Regions from separate parts of the Gossypium hirsutum genome. Here region 1 is linked to region 2. The links are chromatin contacts, called in public Hi-C maps. All regions are on one chromosome and are shown on one strand. The core of a region is the stretch at or near the end of the contact, and the rest is flanking DNA. Distances in the headings are between cores, read along the strand shown. Region 1 holds the start of LOC107945063 (ubiquitin-conjugating enzyme E2 10). Region 2 holds the start of LOC107891922 (protein EARLY-RESPONSIVE TO DEHYDRATION 7, chloroplastic).

Region 1 (6,685 bases), core at 1,845-4,344, 190 kb before region 2:
GGGTGCTTAGATCTAATGTTGGTGCCCATGTAGTGGTTAGCTGTTGAGGTTGTTAATATAGATGTCGGGTATGGTTGTCGAGAAGTGATCAATTATGCAGCTAAAATGATTTTTGTTGAGTGCATACAGCTGGTATGCATGCTGCATTAATAAGTTTTTTTGTTTTAGTTGTAATGTAATTTTGCTTAGTTGAAAATGATTAAATGGTTAAGTTTGATGGCAGCTTGATGTGTTTAGATAATGAATAATTTGTTTAGTTGACTTGTTTTAGTATACAAGTAATGTTTCACAAATTGCTAGACTGATTAGCGGTAATAATTGTGTTTGATAAGTTGATTGACTATAAAAAAACATGTAAGGCTTTGTTGATTGGTAATGAAAATCTGTTTTTCATTCCTTGCTGCACGTTTCTGAGCAAGTAAATTGTTTCATGCTTCTTACTTTGTTCTCTGTTCTTCTTGGCTTAAAAATTCCAACAATAGGTGATTGGGTAATAATAGTTTCTTGGAATTTTGGTGAAATTCTTTGTATAAGTTGGCTAAGGTAAAAGAATGGTGGAGAGACTTGGCACTAACATTTTCACGCGGTCCTGCAAGAAAAAGTTCACAGCACCTCCTCCTGTTAATTCACTCTAAGCAGAAACTAGTCAAAATTAGTCATGCTATTTGGCTGCCCTACCTGTTTGTTTCAAATTCAACAACTCGGTCATAGCCATAGGGCCTCCGTATAGTTCATCATCAAAGCAATCTTCCAGGGCCTTCTGACCACCCTCGTAAGGCACCCAATTCTGGTGCCATATTGATGACACCTACCTTCACCTTTGCTTCTTCTAGGTGTGATGAGCATCGAAAATTTGTTTTGACATTTGTAATCACATCATCACCATTAAAACGAGGAAAACTATCTTTGCTTCCCTGGTGGCAAACTTCAGATCAACACCACTAAAATGTGAATTGTAGTCGTCGTCTCTCCTTGATGTAATTGTGCCAGTACTTGGTATCTGCTGCAGATTGAGAGTTGCGATGTCCTTTAAAGCGAGCATAACTTGTTCATGCGATTCTGCTTGGTTCTGTAATCCAGAACGTAACGTGCTTTAATACCAAATAGTAAGATCAATTCACGGCGAGATAGGGTCTAGAGTTGTAGGGAAGTTGGAAGTTGGAAGTTGAATAGGGCAGAGGCTCTAATGGTGGAATTGAGACACAGAGAGAGAGGAAGAAGATGATGTCTCAAGAATGAGATTGTATATCATAAGAATTCCTTCATGTAATTACAATTACTATATTTAATTCTCTAGTAATTCACTTACAGTTTACAATAGAAAATCTTACTGACTAACAGCAGTTGACCCCACGCCTTCAGCGCTCACTATTTTACCCGTAACAGTTTGGTTGGCAGCTTCAAAAGGAAGCTAACCCAAGAGGATGCAAGTTCTAACCCAGGACAAAATAATGAAGTGAAGCCTGTATAATAATAATTAAGCTCAGAAGTGTTTTATTCTAAGCAAAATAGTTACAGCTTGTTATTTCAGAATTCAAAGCCTGATGATCACAAACATTCTTTATTAATCAGCAACAACTTTTTGTTTGATAATATACTTAAATAAGAAAAGGTGGAAGAAGAGGATGTGCAGGTATATGGCACCTAAGTTCAGCCCATAGCATACTTCTGGGTCCAGTTTCGAGCTGTTGATTCGTACTTGAATTTGTCAGTTTTGCACAAATGAGCAATCTCCGGAACTAGAGGATCATCAGGATTTGGGTCTGTTAGCAGTGAACATATTGACAGCAAAACCTATAGAAAATAGAATATGTAAAGTTGTTTAGATATTTAGATATATAAGCCATTATGCAGTACCCCCAAATCAACCGACAAACTTACTACCTTAGATATGGTGAGTGCAGGACTCCATTGCTCTTTGAGAATGTCTAAGCAGATATTGCCATTGCTGTTTATGTTGGGATGGTAAACCTTGGTCCTGAAGGCAACCTGAAAACAGGTTTTTGTTGGAAAACAGAATAGGGTTAATTTGTTAGATAGTTGGAAACTGTCACAAGGACTCGAGCATGTTTTCTTATAAAAGAAAATATTTTTTTCTATGTTTTGGGAAAATTCCGACTAGGAAATTGTGAGTGCAGTTTAAGTTGTATACCTTGGGAGGTTTAAATGGATAATCAGGTGGGAAATGAATGGTTACAAGAAAAACACCACCAGCATAGGGACTATCGTTTGGACCAATGATGGTTGCTTGCCAATGGAACATATCCTCAGCCACGGGACCTGAAAGTGCAGCCATAAATGGTTAAATTAATCGATAACCAACAATGAATTCGCAGTTGTGGCTAGGCTCAAGAAGGAAGACTTTTCTTCTTTGATTTTTATATTACTCTATACCTGCACTGCATGACGTTGGTGGATCTCTCTGCAAATCCTTCAGCTCCTTCAGTATTCTTTTCGACGCCATTAAAGAAAACTTTGAGACTCAGAAATGGGAATTCAACGAATGTGAATATTAAGTGAAATTACTTCCCAGACGACCTTCATGGGGAGGATACTAATGTATTTATTGGTGGAAATGCAAGTTGCTAGGAAATAGAGGTCCACCAATTCTTTATCATAGTGATGCAAGTGGGCACAGTATATATTCCAGATAAAAAGTTTGCAGTACAGAATCAAGAAATTTAGAAAAGAAAAACCATGGAAGATGTTGAGCCATATAAATAGCACAAAGATATTTTTCATCCACTGAAACTGAGTGGTCATCACTTGATTCATGAACAGCACAAAGATGCCATTTCTAATCATCTTTCTCATCAATCTAGAGGGTCAAAGAAGCCAAATAGAATCATTTGTTTCTAAATGTCGTTTAAAACTTTCCAAGTCAACCATTTCATTCCACGGAATTTGTTCTTTCCGTGGACAAATTTGATGCTTAAATAGAAAATCAATATGTTGATAGTGATCGTATTCGTATGAAGCACCATATGACAGCCACCTTCCCCAAGGGATGGCTTAAATATCAAAAGCCGGGGAGGCTAAATCCATGTTGTATCTTGGAAACAGCTTCTTAGTTGCCACTACACTCTCCACCCACGTCGAGACAGGAAAAATATTCCTTCTTAGCTTAACTGGCTTCTCTGGCTGAGAATCTGAAAAAGCAAAGAAGTTGACATGTCTAAAGAGGCACCACAGAATTTGATCAACAAAATCTACCAAGAGAAAACGGATGCAAATATTCATTGTGAAACGATCTTCTGTCTTCACAAATCTCATCCCCCCCCCCTTTTCCTCTTATTCGAGATCATAAAATTCGATGTTCCTGACAATCTTAAATACAATGGAGGACCAAAGTGGCAATGCAAAACCACACACATATATTAGCAAGTTCCTTTAAATGTACTAAGATCATATTACATAACAAGATACAAGGGAGAACAATAGGTTGTTCTCTGCAAATGTAGCCAATGGATCAAAGCATATCTAAACCCAAAGAAACTGAAGGGGATAATGTGCTTGTTGACAAATACATGAAAGACCCTTGATATACAAATTCAGAATACGATCCAAGAGAAAGAAAAAAAAAAGGGACACATTTTGATGCTTGTAGAAAGTTCCCTAGTTCTGTCAGTTCAGACAACATACCAAAAGGAGCTATTTTCTCAGAGAGAAGAGATAATAGATATGGTGAGAGACTACCAGATTAAATGGCTAATTGTTCATAGTATCTGGCACCCATATCACTTCTTTGCATGATCACAATATTGAGCAGGCTTTTTGTGCCTTTCTCTTCTTTTTCTTCTTCTTCTTTGGAGGCTGGAGAACTACTTTGATGGCCGCATCAAAGACCGCTTTCACATTCTGTATTTTCAGAAGTAGTTTATCAACAATCTTTTCCAAGAGTCGAAAAGATAAGGCTGAAGATAAATTTACCCAAATATCGTACCTGTTGTGTTTTTGAACTACACTCAATGTAAAAAGGTGCTCCAATTAGCTTTCTCAATTCCTCACCCTTTGGGGGAAAAAAATCAAAATTAGGATCTCATGCTTTCAACAAAAATGACAGCATGATGCAACAATGCACATAACTCAGCAGTAGTTGTTACTATAAAAAGCATCTCTGATCAGTACCTGTGCTGTGGTAATGGGCACTGCACCAGGGTGATCTATGAAGAACTGTTTATCTTCTCGAAGATCTACAGTAAGAAAATTTAGTAGCTGTTAGAAAATCATAAAGATGGATGGATGGCTTTAAAGATAAATTTAGCAGTTTCCAATGTCAAATCAACATGGGAAAATGTTCCAGGAATATTTACTAAGGAAAGTTTGGAACAAGAATAAGAAATTACAGTTTGAGAAAATGGAGTGCTTTCATTAGCTTTAGGAAAGGTAAACTTCCATTAGATAGTTGCTTCATAGCTTTCTTTGTTATTCATCTGCCACATGGACTTTTTTTCCTCTTGTGAAACTAATATGCACTTCATTCCCCCACTATCCATAGTGAAATTGACAATTTAACTAACTCCAGACAGAGTGATGAACTCATATGGAAGTAAACCCAGAATATGGTTTCCATGAGAAAATATATTATAGGGCCCAGCTTAGAAATTTTGCGGTTATATTCTTTGTTTCCCATTTTCTTCAAATGTCATCATCTCAGATAATGAACATTTTATTGGATTCATATTCCACTTCAGCATCTCATAGGCTTAGTTCACAATCAGTAACTTCACTATAGTTCCCAAAGATTTTCTTAAAACCAGTAAATAGTGCTCCCAAAATGAATGGCTTTTTCGGAAAGCAGATGGAACTTGTTTCGGTATTCCTTGGTCCCATGGCTAGGAGGAGGTAGGGCTGGGGAGGACATAAGAGCATCAAGATTATTAGACCAACTTCTAATATATCCTAAAGGATTACATTTCATGACTCACTAGGAGAAAATAAATTACTGGAAAACAACAAAATGTAGTCAATTGTAACTGGACTGATAAATTCAACAGGATTTAGTAAGTTTCCCCAAACTTGTCCCTCAAAGCATTCTTTTAAACACATTAAAAAACATACTAATTTGATATATAGGCTTCATTTAGCATTACTTTTCAAAAGCACTTTTGGGAGCCATAAGCAATACAAAAACAAGACAACTTCTGAAGTCAAAAGTACTTTTGAAAAGTGTTTGCGTTTGGAAAAAACACTTCTGGAGTCAAATAACGTTTTTATCCCTCATTTATACCCAAATGTATTTTATGTAATATTTATATAGGGTATACATTATTTCCTTATTAAAATTTGTTTCAAATATATAACTTTATATATTTGATTTTGTAATGGCTATATTTTAATATTTAAAATATAGACTATATATTCAAATTAAATTTTAAAAACAATTAATATTAATTGCTTAAATAATATTTGAAATTTATACCAAAATATTAATAATTAGTTACAATAAATCATTTTTTATATTTTTATTGAAATATCATAATATTAATGAATTTTAACATCATTTAAATGCATATTTTATACTTTACAACATCATGTCTAAAAATGCACTTTTTTTACAGCAATACTAAACACTTGGATCTTAAAGCAAACCTTTCAAAAGCATTTTTCAAAGTCACTTTTTCTTAGCACTTTTCAAAAGCGATGCTAAACTAGCCCATAGTCGAAACAGATTGGTTTTAGGTGCCTTCACCAAGAAGGATAGTCAACTCGAGGCACTACACTACTTCACACACCAAGAGGAACTTCTACCCATTTCTCAAGGACAATGAACTCCCCTCCCCTTCAACCTCTTCCTTTCCCAGGGCACGGAAAATGTGAAGAAAAGGTGTTGGAAATGTTGTAAATTATGGGATTCATTAGGCTTAAACACAACTTATACTATATATATAGAAAAAGAGATTGATTGCAATAAGAGATGATGGAAAGGAAAAATAATTGATAAATGCAAAATAAAAATTGGAGTAGAATCTGACCAAGCTTAGTCCCAACAAGAATAATTGGAACACCGGGTGCATAATGTCTCAATTCTGGAATCCACTGTGGATTTGAAATAGATAAATATTAGCAGGTCAAGTAATTCAAATGTATATCTTCAAAAAAGGCCATGAAAAGCTTAATAGTCTCACTTTCTTAGCAACATTCTCATAGCTAGCTTTGCTAATGAGAGAGAATGCCAGCAAGAAGACATCTGCTCCACGATAGCTCAATGGTCTTAATCTATTGTAATCTTCCTGTCCTGTTCCATGATAGAAAAACTAAATGAAAACTACTAGAATATACATTGGAACTTAGAAGACACAGATAAGGAAAAATTATGGAATCGAAAGTTACCAGCAGTATCCCACAATCCCAGATTAACAGTGTTCCCATCCACTACCACATTAGCACTAAAGTTGTCAAAGACAGTTGGCACATAATCCTGTTTCCGAAGACATTGCACAAAATGGGGAAAATGTTTTAATCACCCTGTCCACCAGTCATCTTAAAGTAATCGCAACAATGAAGCAAGAACTAGACAGTCATGATTACAAAACTAGCATCAACCATAGCTATATGTGGTAAAGTTTTACAGAAAGAAGAAAACTCTAGCACAAGCATGTTCCTCACACCACTGGTAAGGACCAAAATAAAACCCCAATATCATAGCCATCACCCAAGATTCAGCCATGAGATCAACAATAAT
Region 2 (6,758 bases), core at 1,194-3,693:
AAGCTTAACACATAGGAAATGGGTTTGTTTCGAAGAGAAATTTATTCTTTGTTGGACTAGAATTTTATCTAGTTCGATAAAACAAAAGAAATTCCAATCCAAAGTAGTACCGATAAGAATTTTTAACCCGAAAGATAAGTACAATTAACCTTTCATTTAAATTTTGCCAATCTTCAAACCTAAAACCATTCTATATTAGCAAACTGTTTTTAGCTTAATAATGTACTCGGGTACAAGTAATCTGATTTTGTATAGTGGGAATTGAGTTTCTTAAGATGCATAGTAATTCACATCAATTGCAAAGTACAAATACAATCCACTTGAGAATTCTCAACCTTTGGAAAACTGCAGTCCTACAAGCATCTCTGTTTTTGTCTTCCTGTTCAAACTAAAAAGCAACTCTGTTTACTTGTTATTTTTGGACTTCAATTCAGCAGCATTAGCCTGTGCAGCAGCTTTTGCAAGAGTTGTGGGTTTGAAGACACTCTTGGGATTAAGAGCCTTTCTAATCTTAAACACAGCCCAAGCTGTCCCAATTGCATGTCCTGCCGCATCAAGCCCTTCATTTGTAACCTTTCCTGCCTTTTCTCCATACCTACACCACCAAAACCAGTAGTGCGTATGATAAACATGATGATCATATATACCAACTCCCACATAATCAACTTCTACTTTTCAGAAAGCATACCTTTGTGAAACAAGTCCTGTTGTCACCACAGATGTGGTAGACATGACATTCCTTCCTGCTACTTCAACTGCATCGCAAACCTTATCTAAATGGACATACAAGCAGAAACACCGTAAGAATACCAACCATGTTGCATTTTCTATGTAAATGCAGTGTTGTGCCAAACACTTCAAAAGAAGCAATAACCTCGCATCAAAAACTAATGACGTCTTTGGACACGCACACAACATGCAGATGATGGCCGCATGACAAATGGTATCACATATATATGATAAAATAGATAGCAGGCATGAAAGTTGCACCCTAGCAGAGAAGACGAGATATAGTAAATTCATAACAAACAAGGTAAAGTTGACGAGAGGAAACAACTTACTAAATCCATCCAAGGAAGCAAGAACGATTTCTCCAGGCATCAGGTTGAAAAATTTCTTGCCAACTTTGGAGTTAACAATTGAACCTGTGAAGAATCCAGACACTTTAACCACACCTGAAAGAATTCCAGTGGCCACTTTCTCTGACATCTTTGTTACCTTCTTAACCCTGAAACCAGAATCAAATCACCTCATGATTCCAAAATCATTTTTAACAAAGGAATATGCTGAAATTTGTCCTACGGAATTGTACTGAAGGCAACAGAAGTTTAACATAAAGTTCCCATGATGCTTAATAATTATAGCCTCTGTTCCACAAGCACTTAAGCTTTCCAAGTACAGGCTCAAATGTTAAGCAGCTCAAAATTCATCATAAAAGGGGACTTATGTTATGATCAAGAAACAAACCTTTTCATCCTTCTCAGGGCCTCTGGAGAGATCTCAGAGGTTGAACCTGACTTTATCCTCTTACTCAAGAACTCATTGCCCCATTTCAACCTGTCAACAGTGACATCGCCACACCACAAAATCCCCTTCACAACGTACCCTGACCCCGATGCTATTGCCTTTGCTATAGACCCGCTATAGTCTTCAACATTGGGCGCCAGAGTCGTCCAATACGCCATTGAACTTCCCACGATTAAGTCCCTTTTTTCCTTTGTATTCAACTCTTCGGGCGCCACATTTCTCGCATCCACAAGATTCCAGTTCTCTATCCCTTTGACTTGTTGCGCCGAAAAGCAACTGTAAGTTTCCAAGATTCTATCAAGTTCCTTCAACAAACCCTCCTGCCCTTTTGCAGCTATTGTCAGACCATAGTTCAAAACATCCTCGGTTTGATTAGAATCTTTTCCGTCTTCAAACGACCCATTCGATGGCACTCTAAGAGTAAAGAAATAGTGGGAAGCATCAAGTTTTACAACAGGCTCATCTTTAGCCAAAGGCCATTGAATATCGTCACCAAGGCGAGCAAAAACAGCAACAACGTTGCCGCCTTGAAGGAGACTAACAATACAGAGATCACCACAAGCAAGCTCAACGCTGGTTTCTCGCTCAATAAGGTGAACGATGGCACCAGGAACCTTGAGGAGGAGTTGTTCTGCAGAATCTTGGTGGGTGTGCAAGGCGGTGGCGTCGTCGGGGAAGAGGTTTTCGGCTAAATCTTTCATGTCCAAAGAAGGGTACAAAGAAGACGAAGAAGAAGGAGAAGATGAAGTGGCGTCTGGGTTTGAAAGATCGACCTGTGGGTAAAGAGAGAAAGGCTGTTTTGGAGGAGAAGAATACATGATCTTAGCTTTGTTCAGGTCTGGCCTTCTAGGTTTGGTGGTTGATTAGTTAGCTTGCAATTGGGTTAGGGGGATGAGTGCATTTAAGGTGGGACAAGCTTAGGATGGAAGAAATAAAACTATACAAAGACGTGTCGGTTGGGTTTTGGGAAACGCGAGTTGCACATGGCATTCATAGGAGAAACCGCGTCATAACAGTGGCAGATAGCCGTCTTTCTTTATGGATGATGGATATATTATGGCTATTTATTAGCATCCGACAAGCTGCTGCTCTCTCTTACTTTGGAGTATGTTAAATTAAAACATTATTTTATTTAAATATCTTCTTTCCTTTTTATTAATCTTTCTACAAAGCTGTAAGTCTCACCATCGAAGAGACGCCGATAGTTGAAGATCTCAACATTTCCATCATGCAATTTTGGCTGAAGAGGGATAGTTACACACAAGCTGCCCAAAATCTATTCATGGATGGAAATTTATCCAATGCAATTCAAAGCATTGGTAAGTGTTGAGTGACTAAAGGCCAAAGCAATTGAAGTGTCCCTTTCAAGAAAAGCTTCATTAATGATTTGTTTTTATTTTAAAACTAAAATTTTGAGATAATGAAAATTACAATATTAAGTATATATATAAAATTATTTTTGATAATTTTATAATTATGTCGAGATTTACTTCATGGATAGCACTAATTTCAATCATACTCTTAAATAATAATATATAGTTAAATAGATAATATTAAATTATGACAGATATTGTTATAATACATTATTTTGAAAAGAAATTTATAAAATATTTATGTGAAAGAACAAATGAGTTTTTAGTTGTAATAGTAGTAATTTGGGTGTTCGAAATTCATGTTTTATCTGGTTTGTTTTTTTGTAGATTGTATATAAAAAAAATCAAAAGATAAAGCAACCATTATAGTGATATTTTCTTTTTAAAATTATTTTTTTTGTTGATTAAGTCTTAATTTGATTGGCATCAACATTATTGTTAATATAGGAGAATTTAAGTTTGAGCGTGCACAGGTGCATCTTATATTCTTATTTTAAAGTTTGGGAGGGAATATAAAATAGTTTTAAGCATTGTATAAAAAAAATTCACTCTTTCAAAAAAATAAATATATATAGTAAAATGTTGTATTTTTTTAACTTTATAAGCAACAATGCAAACAAAATCAATGTGTCTATATAACCGCGACCAAAATTAAACCATTACAAAGTACAAATGAATAGACCAATAATTGAAATGTATCTGGGCCTAACCTAAATAAATATGGATAGGCCTTATACATAATGGGATTGAAATCCAAAATAAAATTTGAATTAAAAACTCACATGCATGCATAAATACACATAATAAAATTTAAACCTAAACACTTTTAATTCAAAACCTCAACTTTTGCGAAGATTATTAAGTTGTTATTAACTTTTTTCATAATAATAAAACACTGTATTTTCTTTTTTATATACAAAGATTAAAACTATTCATAAACCTTCTTCAACTCTTGAATAGGAAGATAAAATGCGCTTAAGCACTCGAACCTATATTCTCCTACACCGACAACAATATCAATATCAACTTAATTAAGACTCAATTGGCAACACTGTTATTTCTTTTAATCCATAAAACCTTGTACTTTTTAACTAGTAAAACATTTGGATGTTGATTTGCACTATCTTAATAAATGATGTTAATGATAGTATATAGAAAAAGTATGGATATCTTTTTCGTCCCGATTTTAACTTTAATGATATCACTGTTTTTGGAATTAGATTAGACTGAATAATCGAATTGGTAAGATCAAGATACCAATTCAAAATAAGGGGATGGACTGGTTAACTTCTAAAACGGTTGGATCGATTGAACCGACGGTTGAACTAATTTTCTCTATTTTTAAATATTTTTTAAAAAATTAAATAATTTATTCAATTGAAGTGGGTGAACCTGTTGAACTAGTTAAACCAAGAATCAGCGATTTGATGGATTTAACTACCAATCTAGTTCTGATAAAACATTGTAACTTTTATACTAAAAAATAAACCATAAGATTTTTAGAATTTTAGGAAAAAATTTGAAAATTCTCCATACATCTAATATGTGTTAACTATTAATACTATTAATACTTAATCATCCAATTGAGTTTGTATCACAAGTCAACCAGGCACCAATTTAATTGAAAAGTGACTAAAAAAACTTTTATTTATTTATTTTTCTCAATCATAATAAGATTTTAGGCTAAAAGGAACTTCAAAGCCCCTAAACTTCTCTAAAAAATCAATTAAACTCCTATACTTTTTTCGCACTCAATTAAACCCTTGAACATTAGAATTTATATAAATTAAGTTAGCAAAAAACATCTTGAACCAAAGTGCTAAGTTTTCTAAAGTGTTCAAATAAGGCAGAAATACTTAACACATTACATAATAAGCATAAGTCACATATTTCAAACATGTTTACATATAAAACAACCATGTGCAATCTATATGAACCTAAAACTACTTATTAACAAAATAAAAAAATTTACACTATAATACACATGTAATGCCCCATACCCAACTTGATCACTAAATGTAGGTTACAAGGTGCTACACTCTGATAACTAACTAAGTAACCTGTACCTTATTAAAATATGTCGTGGATTGGAAGTCATGTCATATAAACTCTAATAATAGAAACTTAGAACATTTCACATACCAAATAATAACAATCTAATAAACGTTTATAACATAGATGAATAAATTATTCAGCTTAAGGAATTTACTACAAGGTTAAGACCCATAAAATAACATTTCAACAGCCATCCCATTAGAATGAATTCATTACTCAACTTGAAATTTGAAAATTCTATTTTAAATTTTATTTACAACTTGACTTGAACCCTGAGACTCTACCTCTGGGTCACTCCACTATATGTATATCACTACGACCTCAAACTAAGCTGCTTGACAGAAATTGTCTCCATGACCAAGACATCCACAAATGAAGCAAAATAACGTGAGTTTTTCATACTGAAATCTTGCATAGATAAAACTAGATAGCGAGATTTGAATTTTTTTATGCGTTTCAATGGAAGCATCACATCAATTCTTACCTTGATTCGTAAGCACTGTTTAAAACTCAAAGAAATCTGTTTTGAAGCGTACTCCCCAAATACCCAAATAAAATTACAAAACTGTTTTGTCACCATTTCGGGAAAAAAACCTTAAAGGGAGATCATGAATTTGGACCCAAAACCATGAAAAGATCAATGGAATTTGCATAGGATCTTCATTATTTTCAAGCTGATGAAATACTAATAGATGATTATTAAACATCCATGACGCACCCTTTACCACCCTATCAATGTCCACCCTATTGTAGAACCTAAACAGATACCCCATTTCGCCCAGATCTGAGATCTATACACCACCCAAGGGATGCCAAATATTAGTCATGTTTCGCATTGTCGAAAAATGTACCACGCTAGTCGTTAGAAAACAGCCCACCAAACATAAATCAAACAATTCTGGTTGCATATCAGACCCATCTTGAAATTGCCAAGCCTCTTCCTCTCCTTCGTTAATACTAGGCCCTGCCAAATCATGATCTCCATTAGAACAAAAAAACCCTAGAATCTCCCTACCGATCAACTTTACTCAGCACGCCGACGATGAAACCCAAAAGCAAACACCGATGGAAGAGTCACAATCAGATTCAAAGACTAGAACCATGCCACATAAAGGACAGATAAAAACGTGCCAGTTCGGCAAACTCATTTAGTACTGTATATATTTAAGTTTTTAGTTCAATGTGTTTTGAAAATATTTTAACTATTAAATAAAACAATCTTGTACATCAATCGCAAGTGAAAAAACTAATTGATAGTATAACAAATTGAGTATCAGGCGAATACATTCACACCATCATACATGTAAAAGTTTGAATTAATTTAATATTTTTATCATATTCATTAAATAAAAAATTAGAAAATTTTAAATTACTTTATTTTTTTGGATAATGTACATGAAAATAGATCATAAATAACACAGTTGGATTAAACAAATATAAATTGTATACAAGCAAATCTCTTCTTTAAACTAAAATAACAATAGAATCCTCTAAAATTTAATATACTACATCTTAAATCAGATTTGGAGAATTGCATATTAGGAAATAAAGAATTGTGGTATTGACATGTATGGAAGGTGGTTAAACTAAAATGGCAATAGAATCCTATAAATTTTAATTTATATAAAAATATTGCCACTATCTGGATACATGTTGATATGCATTAATAACTTTTCCCCCACTTTACACATGCGCACATCGATGTATATATTTACACCAAATTGGTATTGTTACATACTAATAATTTTTTGCCAAAGTCCTTTCTCTCAAAAAGAAAAAAGGTCAAATTCTTAAAATAAGAGA

What was found. Hi-C and Micro-C count contacts between places; a contact is called where the count stands out from the background.
Region 1: a Hi-C map of hypocotyl shows a contact between it and region 2, with 3 times the contacts expected there. The contact joins the promoter of LOC107945063 here to the promoter of LOC107891922 in region 2. A contact is called at or near these places in 2 of 34 Hi-C or Micro-C datasets (hypocotyl and leaf).

The regions. Positions count from the first base shown.
Region 1 is chrD12:4,850,803-4,857,487 of Gossypium_hirsutum_v2.1, reverse strand. LOC107945063 (ubiquitin-conjugating enzyme E2 10) reads right to left here and starts at 3,094. Exons shown (of 7, transcript XR_005922258.1): 1 at 2,395-3,094; 2 at 2,153-2,280; 3 at 1,885-1,989; 4 at 1,645-1,794; 5 at 1,332-1,463; 6 at 679-1,069; 7 at 487-589. LOC107945061 (rac-like GTP-binding protein ARAC3) reads right to left here. Exons shown (of 7, transcript XM_041108278.1): 2 at 6,334-6,421; 3 at 6,129-6,238; 4 at 5,976-6,039; 5 at 4,129-4,193; 6 at 3,944-4,009; 7 at 3,344-3,858. The coding sequence ends at 3,754.
Region 2 is chrD12:4,655,089-4,661,846 of Gossypium_hirsutum_v2.1, reverse strand. It overlaps LOC107891922 (protein EARLY-RESPONSIVE TO DEHYDRATION 7, chloroplastic), which reads right to left and starts at 2,443. Exons shown (of 4, transcript XM_016816844.2): 1 at 1,468-2,443; 2 at 1,062-1,228; 3 at 689-773; 4 at 136-595. The coding sequence starts at 2,345. The coding sequence ends at 406. LOC107892969 (a long non-coding RNA gene) reads left to right here and starts at 6,698. Exons shown (of 2, transcript XR_001682681.2): 1 at 6,698-6,758.